Regions from separate parts of the Oryzias latipes genome. Here region 1 is linked to region 2. A link is a contact called in public Hi-C data. All regions are on one chromosome and are shown on one strand. Each heading gives the region's core, a stretch centred on a gene start, on an enhancer-like site or on the middle of the called end of the contact. The rest is flanking DNA. Distances are from core to core; before and after follow the strand shown. Region 1 holds the start of inhbb (inhibin beta B chain). Region 2 holds the start of gli2 (zinc finger protein GLI2).

Region 1 (4,078 bases), core at 788-3,287, 180 kb before region 2:
GAGTTTTTCTCCGCTTGGAGGTGGAGAGTGTATGAGCATAAGGCTCAAGATCAGAAGTCCCTGCTCCATGCAATGGATGCTGTGTGTGAGGATATTACTTGAGATCAGTGTAGGGGATGGTTACAACATGCACGCCGTTTCTACTCTCGTTGCATCACAAGGGAGAATATACGCTGTGATGTGGACGAGAATCTGTGGCCATACAGACAGCAGCGTGTGGACGGCCAGCAGGGTGAGGACGATGGCCAGGAGAAGGAGGGTGAGGACAGCGACCAGTGAAGAACTAGTTGTGAAACTCAAGCATCCTTTACAGCACTGTAGGCTGCATATCATTTTCATTGTTTTTTGTTTGTGTGTAATTATAAAGTACATTATAGATAGATAGATAGATAGATAGATAGATAGATAGATAGATAGATAGATAGATAGATAGATAGATAGATAGATAGATAGATAGATAGATAGATAGATAGATAGATAGATAGATAGATAGATAGATAGATAGATAGATAGATAGATAGATAGATAGATAGATAGATAGATAGATAGATAGATAGATAGATAGATAGATAGATAGATAGATAGATAGATAGATAGATAGATGACTTTATTAATCCCACAATGGGGAAATTTAATTTATCTGTGACAGCAACACGGCATTCAGAAATAATCTATATAATATAACATCAATAAAGGACATCACATTGACAAATGACAAATGACATTTATATTAAATAATTAAAAATATTACTAAAATTATTATGAAAAAATTATTATCAAAAATTAGATTCTTATTAAATAAAGAAATAAATATTAAATATTAAATAAATACAGCTGCAAAAGTGTAAAAAACATGCGGTCTGCAAAACATGTAAACTGTAAAAAAACATTACAAATTTTTTCAAAATACAGAAATAACTAATGAAGTTCACACCAAAAACAAAAACAAACAACTGTTCAGGAATAAAAATATATGCTGTATACATTTTCTTTTTACTCTGATGTATGAAAGTTACTTTATGTGTGTGAATGATAACGGTTACGATTTCCTTGGCAGTATGAGTGTAATGTGTGCTGGTAAACCTAAGAGGCTACTCTTAACCTAAAATCCTTTTTCTTTTTTTCCGTTTTATACAAAACTGTATTCTGTTAACTATACATAAACAGTACAGTAAACATTGTCAATGGTTCAACATTGATGGTAATGTTGATCAATTTCTATGTTTCTGACAGACCTTTCCTTAATTTCTCCCTCTTCGCAAAAGGTTTGGACCAGGGGTCACCAACCCTGTGCCCGCGGGCGCCAGTGCACCCCTTGTGGCGCCCGCAGGGAATGCACCCAAAAAAAATATATTTTTTTTTTTTATTGAAGCAAATATTCAACAAACAACCACGGCATGTCTGTCAATGACAACAATATCAATTCTGAGATAAAGGTAGACAAAGAAAACCATTAATGTGAGGATTAATATTCCTGTCTGTTTTTATTTACATTTATGTTTAAAAAGTTAAAATAAAGTTAAAGTTTTAAAGGTTTAAAAGTTTATTTTTAGTGTGTTCAATAAATATTTATCTTGTCCGGCTGCAACCTAAAGTCTGTTTTGAAATTAGGCTCCCTCTGCAACTGAGTTTGACACCCCCCCCCCCCCCCGTAATACGAGTCTAGAAAATTCATGCATGTTTTTGTGTGTAAAATGAGCAAATAAAAATAGGGCACACAAAAGGAAGTCCTCAAATTGTGTTGTTTTTTTTTGGGGGGGGGGGGGGCTAGGAGGTTTTTAGTGGCGCCCTTCATACCACTTGGTGCCCATGAAATAGCCCTCGGTCTCAAAAAGGTTGGTGAACCCTGGTTTGGACACCCTGTGTGAAGTAACCCTTGTGCTATCCTGGGCACTTTAACATTGGGAGTTGGGTCATCTAGACCCACTAGACAGTGCTCTGAACCTTTTTTCTTCAATGATTTGTGATCTTCACTGGTGTCCATGGATTACATGAAATATTTCCACCTTTATCCACCTTTGTCATGGTAGGGAGAACATGTCAATGTAAGGGTGGGGTCATCTAAGATAGCACAAGGGACAAACAGTAGAAAGCTCAGTTTACCAGCTTCTTGAGGCGCTCACTGATGCATGTTGTAGTTTGCGTGTTTGGATCAAAGATGGCGCCATTTCCCCACTTTTCACCCTGATGTCAGGATCCGGAGCCGCTGGAGTGTTTAGGAGTTCACTTCCTCAACTTTTAACCTTGCATCTTAAATCTCTGAGCCAAAGAGTTTGCCATCATGAGGATTCAGACGCCTTGTGTTGTTGGAGGAGTGTGCCGGCGGTGGAGGTGGCGGGGGGTCTGGACTCCTCAGTCAAAGCAGTCAGCAAGGGTCAGAGGTCGACGCAGCTCTCGTGCCGTGATGGCCGGATTTGGTTTTGCAGTTTTTACTAACAAATGTCTGGAACGTCAAGCAGTGTCACTCGACCTCAGCGGGTCGGATCGTGTTGCATGAAAAAACGCACCGGGACATTTGAATATGGAGATCGTCCGGCCTGAGAGCTCCAGATTCAGGGCCTTTGTCGCTTTGTCATGTTTTAGTTTCAATCAAACTCTGACATGGGGAAACAGCGGGAAGTTACATCCTTTTCCAACAGACAGGGGAACTTTGAAGGACGCATATTAAAATCAAAAGAATGAATATTGCAATTGGTGCCAAACTGTAGCTGGAATAGGGTTGACGCAGAAGCTTCATGACTGAGTTTCCGGGAACTTTACTCCACAGTTTGGAAAATATTACAAAGCCAATTCCCCTTTCTAATATTTGGGAAAAGCTTTTTTTTTTTTTTTTTTATCTTATTTGTCCGTTTTGTAAATAAAAGCCACACAGCCACCTCTCATGCCCCAGTGATCAGACACTGCACCTTAATTTCTCCGCTTTTTAACTTTTGGATTTTCAAACTAAATCCTTATTGTTTGTTTGTGTCATTTTATTAAAGACAAGTGTTTCTAAACTGGAAAATGTAGTAATAACTAGACCAAAACTTTTTTTACAGTTCAAGTTGCTTTTTAGTTTTTGCATAAATGAAAAAATGCATAACCAATGTATATTTTGCACTGTAAAGCTAAATGTGATTTGCCTCCTCAAGAAAATTGAAATCTGAAAGTATTAAGGTTCAAATCTGAAAAGCTTCTCTTTCTTTTTTTTTTAAAAATAACCTCAATGTCAGCCAGTCTCATTAAATCTGGAGGCTGAGTGTAGTAACCTTGTCAGAGATAAATCAAATTTCTTTGTTACTATTCTTTCCCCCCAAATATAGTAAATTCACAAACAAAATAAATGTTCCAAGAGCAGAAGGATTTTAACAGTTGCTACTCTGCACAGTTTTGTCATTTTCACAATGCAGAATTTGGATTTCATTTGTCCCATAGCAGACATCAGCATCAGCAGGAGTTTTGTGCTAGAAAGTTGAACTTAAAATATGTGTTAACAAATAAAGATTTTTTTCCACTGATTATTAAAAATGAACAACTCCCAAAGGATATTGACGTCTGCAATTTAACTGCCATTTGAGGGCGCGTTGGTAATGCCAAACTCTGGCCTTACGGAAAGGTTCAAATCCCAGCTGGGACCTTTCTGTGTGGAGTTCTCCTTGAGCGTGTGCGGATATCCCCCACTCCGGCTACCTCCCACAGTCCAAAAACATGCTTCATAGGACCTGTTTAGGGTGTATCCTGCTTTTGCCCAACAGTAGCTGGATAGGCTCCAGCAACTCCGTGACCCTGACAAGGATTCTGCAGGTTCTGAGGATATTTCAGAGCTTCTCACACAGACATTGTACACCACTGTTTTCCTGGCAGTTGATCATGCGCGCCGGTGTTTGTTGTGTGACGGGGGTGTGGCTCCACGCACACGCTCAGGCTGACAGCGAAGGGGTTCCTCAGGGAGAGCTGCTTTGCCCCGCCCACAGTGTAAAGTATAAAACTTTTGGGTGCGCAACGCCTCGAGTCTTACAAAACGCCAGGATGGAGACGCTCCTGCGCGCGCTTTCTGGCACAGCTCCCTCTTCTCCTCCTTCTCTTCATCAGACCGGGA
Region 2 (4,162 bases), core at 745-3,244:
TTTATTATTTTATATTCAGTGTCAAAAAAGACTACTGAAAAATAAACAGCGAAAAAGAAAACAGATGTCTGAGTCAAATTGGTTCCATCCCTCAAAATAATTATAATAAGTATTTAAATATTACCCAACTAAATTAATATGGATAGCTGATAGTTTGATAAATAGAAATAACGGTTTTTTTATGTAAATGTATTTCCGTCTTGTCTCCACTAGATGTCACTATTTTCCTTCAAAACTTAAGTAGATTTTTTCAATTAGAAACTTCCACAACAAACTCAACAAATACATTACATTTTTTCTGTTGTTTTGTTCATTTCCTTCATTTTTTATTTTATTAATTTTTTTTGGAGCAGCTTTGAGAGTCCTGTCCTTAATTGTAACTACAGCTTCACCTTTTCTGATTGACTATCTAGGATTTAGGTTTAAAATAATTTTGTTTAAATTCTATCACTTTAGTCGACCCATATTTCAGAAAACAGATGCAAATCATCACTTTGTAGAAAGATTTAAAAATGGATTTTTATTTGTAATGAAGAGGAGTGTATTTAAAAAATAATAATATTTAATAATGAACTTCCATATCTTCCCAGTGGAAATTTTTCTTTCCTAAAAAAAGAGGAGTTCAAATCAAACACATTTAGTTTGAGATTGTCAGGAGTTTTTTTTTGTTTTCTAACTGGGTTTTCAATATTTACTCTGTCTTTCATAACGCCACATTTTTGTCCTACTTTTGTTCCTTTTCTGTGGAACATCATCCTCCCCCTGCTGCTGCCACATCCATCAAGTATAAAGGCCTTATCCCTAAAAACTGTAACTTGTTTTTTGTTGCAAAATGACTTTTCATACTTGACCCTGGTGCAATCCTATGGTGGATAAAGGTGCAGAGGATTTCATGTAATCCATGGACACCAGTGAAGATCACAAATCATTGAAGAAAAAACGTTCAGCGCACTGTCTAGTGGGTCTAGATGACCCCACTCCCGATATCAGAGTGCCTAGGATAGAACAAGGGTTAAGTAAGTAAAGATAAAAGATTTCACAAGATAAAAACATTCTGTATTTTCTGCTTGAACCTATTGTATACAGTGTGCTTTTATTTCAATGTTATGTCTGTTTGTGCATCTAGTTTAAATGAACATCTGTTTAGATTCCTCACAGGAAGAACTTGGTACATGCAGAACACAGAACCAACACTAGAGGTCAGGCTTCTCTGAGATAGCGGTCCAGATGAGAGCTTCGCAGAGGAACTTGAAACTGGAGTCATCCCAGTTTGAATCTGACTTAAAGTTCATTGAAACAGTTCAAAGAAGCTGGGACTAACTTCAGATCAGGGGCGGAGCTAGCAGGGCGGGAGAGGGGCAGTAGACTTTGGAATGGTGGCAAATGAGAAAAGCAGAGGTAACGGCCATTACAAATAAAAAATACATACTTCAAACTATTTTATTATTATTACGAATGTTAAAACAGCTTTTCTTTTAACCAATGTGCTATTTCTAATGCTTAAAGAAGCTTGTTTTGATGATTTATTAATATTTGTCAATGAAAATACTAATATTGACTCAAAAATTAGAGGGGCGGACATTTTGCGGGGGAGGGGGGCAGCCTTGTCCCCTGTAGCTCCGCCCCTGCTTCCGATTATTTTACTATTTTTATCTGATTGAAAAATGTATTCTTATAAATGGGTGATAAGACTTGTTTGGGTGAAAAAAATACATTTTAAACTTTTTACTTCACCTAGGGTCAGCTTTTTTGTCACAAATCATCACACTTGTTGGTCAAATTTAAATTTTCTGGCAAAATCAAGATGCAAATATCAGGGATTGATGAGAAAAACAAACTAACAAACAATTTTTTTAAAGCCAAAACTAACCCAAGATGTTTCGTGAAATACTCTAACAAGTGTATTTGAAGAAGATTTAAATTAATAAAAGAGCTTTAATGAGCCAATCAAAACGAACTGGGAAGGGAAATATCCAGCAGGATCCATAATCGATGATTGAACATTAGTCCCGTTGAGAGGCGGGTGCGGAGTAGGAAGGGGGGAGTCACAAGAGGAAGAGGAGGAGGAAGAGAAGTGGGGTGTGCGGAGGGGCGGTGAGGAAGAAAATAACGGCGCATCCTCGCGGCTCAGCAGCATCCCGACCACGCCGCCGCAGTTCGGAAAGTCCTGCCAAGTTTTCTCCAGAGAGGCCGCCGCGCGCGCGTGCCGCGGCCGATGGAGCCGCGCGCCTCCGAACTTCCAGCTCCGCGGTACTTTTCCAGGGAGAAGTACGAGAGTGAGCGCCGCGCGCCTTGACACGGATAGGAACCCGCGCGGCCCGGACTGGTTCCGTCTTTCTGACGAAACTTTCCGAACCCAGACTTAGCTAACCATAAGAGACAACACGAAGCACAAGCAAAGGGGTGAGTCGAACTTTTTCCCGGAGATTTTGATAAGATTTAGATTTCCACTTTAAAAAAAAAAGGTAATTTGCTTACTTTTTAAAAAGAATATATATATATATATATATATATATATATATATATATATATATATATATATATATATATATATATATATATATATATATAATGCTCATATCAGGATAAAAATAAAATATAAGATATATAGAGATAGAAAGGATTAATTGAGTTTGTGCAATGATGGGAATTATATTTATAGCTGTTAAAATGCTGCTTAATCAGGTCACTGATGGTGATTCATTTTTTCAAAAACTGCATTATTTACATATTTTCACAGTTTCAGGGTCTAGCAGCATCTCTACGTGGCTGGACATTATAAAAAAATTACAATACTCATTTTATAGGGAGCAGAAATTGATGTTTGCATCAAAAAGACTTTCAAATATTTACTTGTTAGTCCAAATATGAAATCTCATTTCTGGTGTTTGTGAAGGTGGAACATCTCCTCTGCCTGGAGCTGCTGCGGCTTTTCTCTCCGCCTGAAAGGCCGCCTGCGTTCATTTGCATCAGAAAAAAGTTTTAGTGCATTTGCTTTTGTGCAGGATGAAGAGTTCCAGCAGTCAGGGAGCAAAAGGGGGGGGGGGGGGGGGCTGAAAAGATGTGAGGAAATAATGGGGCCCTTCACATTATTCAGGATGACATGAAGGGGGGGCTCCCAAACCTGTGAAGGGATGTCACTTTCATCCAGCGCTGCCGTTTTCACACAAGCCCGCCCTGCGCCCGTCATTACCGGCCCTGCTGCGGGTTCTCCCCAAAAATCTGCGCAGAGTTTAATGAGAGAAAAGAAAGAATAACACGCGGGGGCTGCACGGGGAGAAAGGCATGCGGGCGGCCACGGGGGCGCGATAAATGGGAATTGGAAGTGAGTAAAACACCCCGCTGTGATGACTCAAAAGTCTCTTATCCCACAAAACAACAAGTCCGCACCAATTACAGCATGTGGCCCCGGGGCCTTGCCGCAGGATCCTTGAGCAGAATAGCAGCATCAGTGGATTTAGAGAAGGGGTGGCAACGAATCCACAGATGTCAGACCTGCTAAAACACATCAACCATCAAGGAATCCACTCAGTTCACCTTTAAACTAAACCAGAAAGCATCGACGCGGGGGCTCGTCCGGGATCATTTGACTCATTTTGGGCGTTAATCATAAGAAGTAAAAGATTTTTTTGAAATGAAGTCATCTCATCCGACCTTTTTTCATCATCTTTCTGATCAAAATTTTGTCTCACAAATGAAACAGCTAAAGGTTGTTGTCAGACTTGTGAGGTTTGCTCGGTGAAACTAGCGTTTGTGTGTAAATGAGCTCGAGTGAAGCTGGTAGAAAAGTGCAGACAAATGTTTGTGTTGCGTTCACGCCGTCGGGGCCGGACCCTCACGCCTTACTTCCTGTGGAGTGTTTAGATGACGGCCGCTCTGGTTTCATGAGTAAGTGGATTACAACTGTTTAGTTTTCTGGCCGACCCCGACTAATCGCTGGCAAACAGTCTGGGGAGTGAAAACAGGATGATTATTTTGACAGCAACGCTGTAGAAATAAGGAAGGCTGGAGGAGCTCATAAATTCTGCAACTTTGTCAAACACGCACCCTTGTGCGCATGCACGTGTGCACACACACACACACACACACACACACACTCTGCTTTATAAACATTTATTTTTAGAGTCACTCTGAAGATCTTCATCCAGCAGATCTTCCTTAA

What was found. A called contact is a pair of places that touch in the nucleus more often than the background predicts.
Region 1: a Hi-C map of embryo shows a contact between it and region 2, with 3 times the contacts expected there. The contact joins the promoter of inhbb here to the promoter of gli2 in region 2. A contact is called at or near these places in 5 of 5 Hi-C or Micro-C datasets (embryo, fibroblasts and gastrula embryo).

Annotation. Positions count from the first base shown.
Region 1 is chr2:10,783,011-10,787,088 of ASM223467v1, reverse strand. inhbb (inhibin beta B chain) reads left to right here and starts at 2,037. Exons shown (of 2, transcript XM_020707922.2): 1 at 2,037-4,078.
Region 2 is chr2:10,606,719-10,610,880 of ASM223467v1, reverse strand. gli2 (zinc finger protein GLI2) reads left to right here and starts at 1,994. Exons shown (of 14, transcript XM_023964285.1): 1 at 1,994-2,403.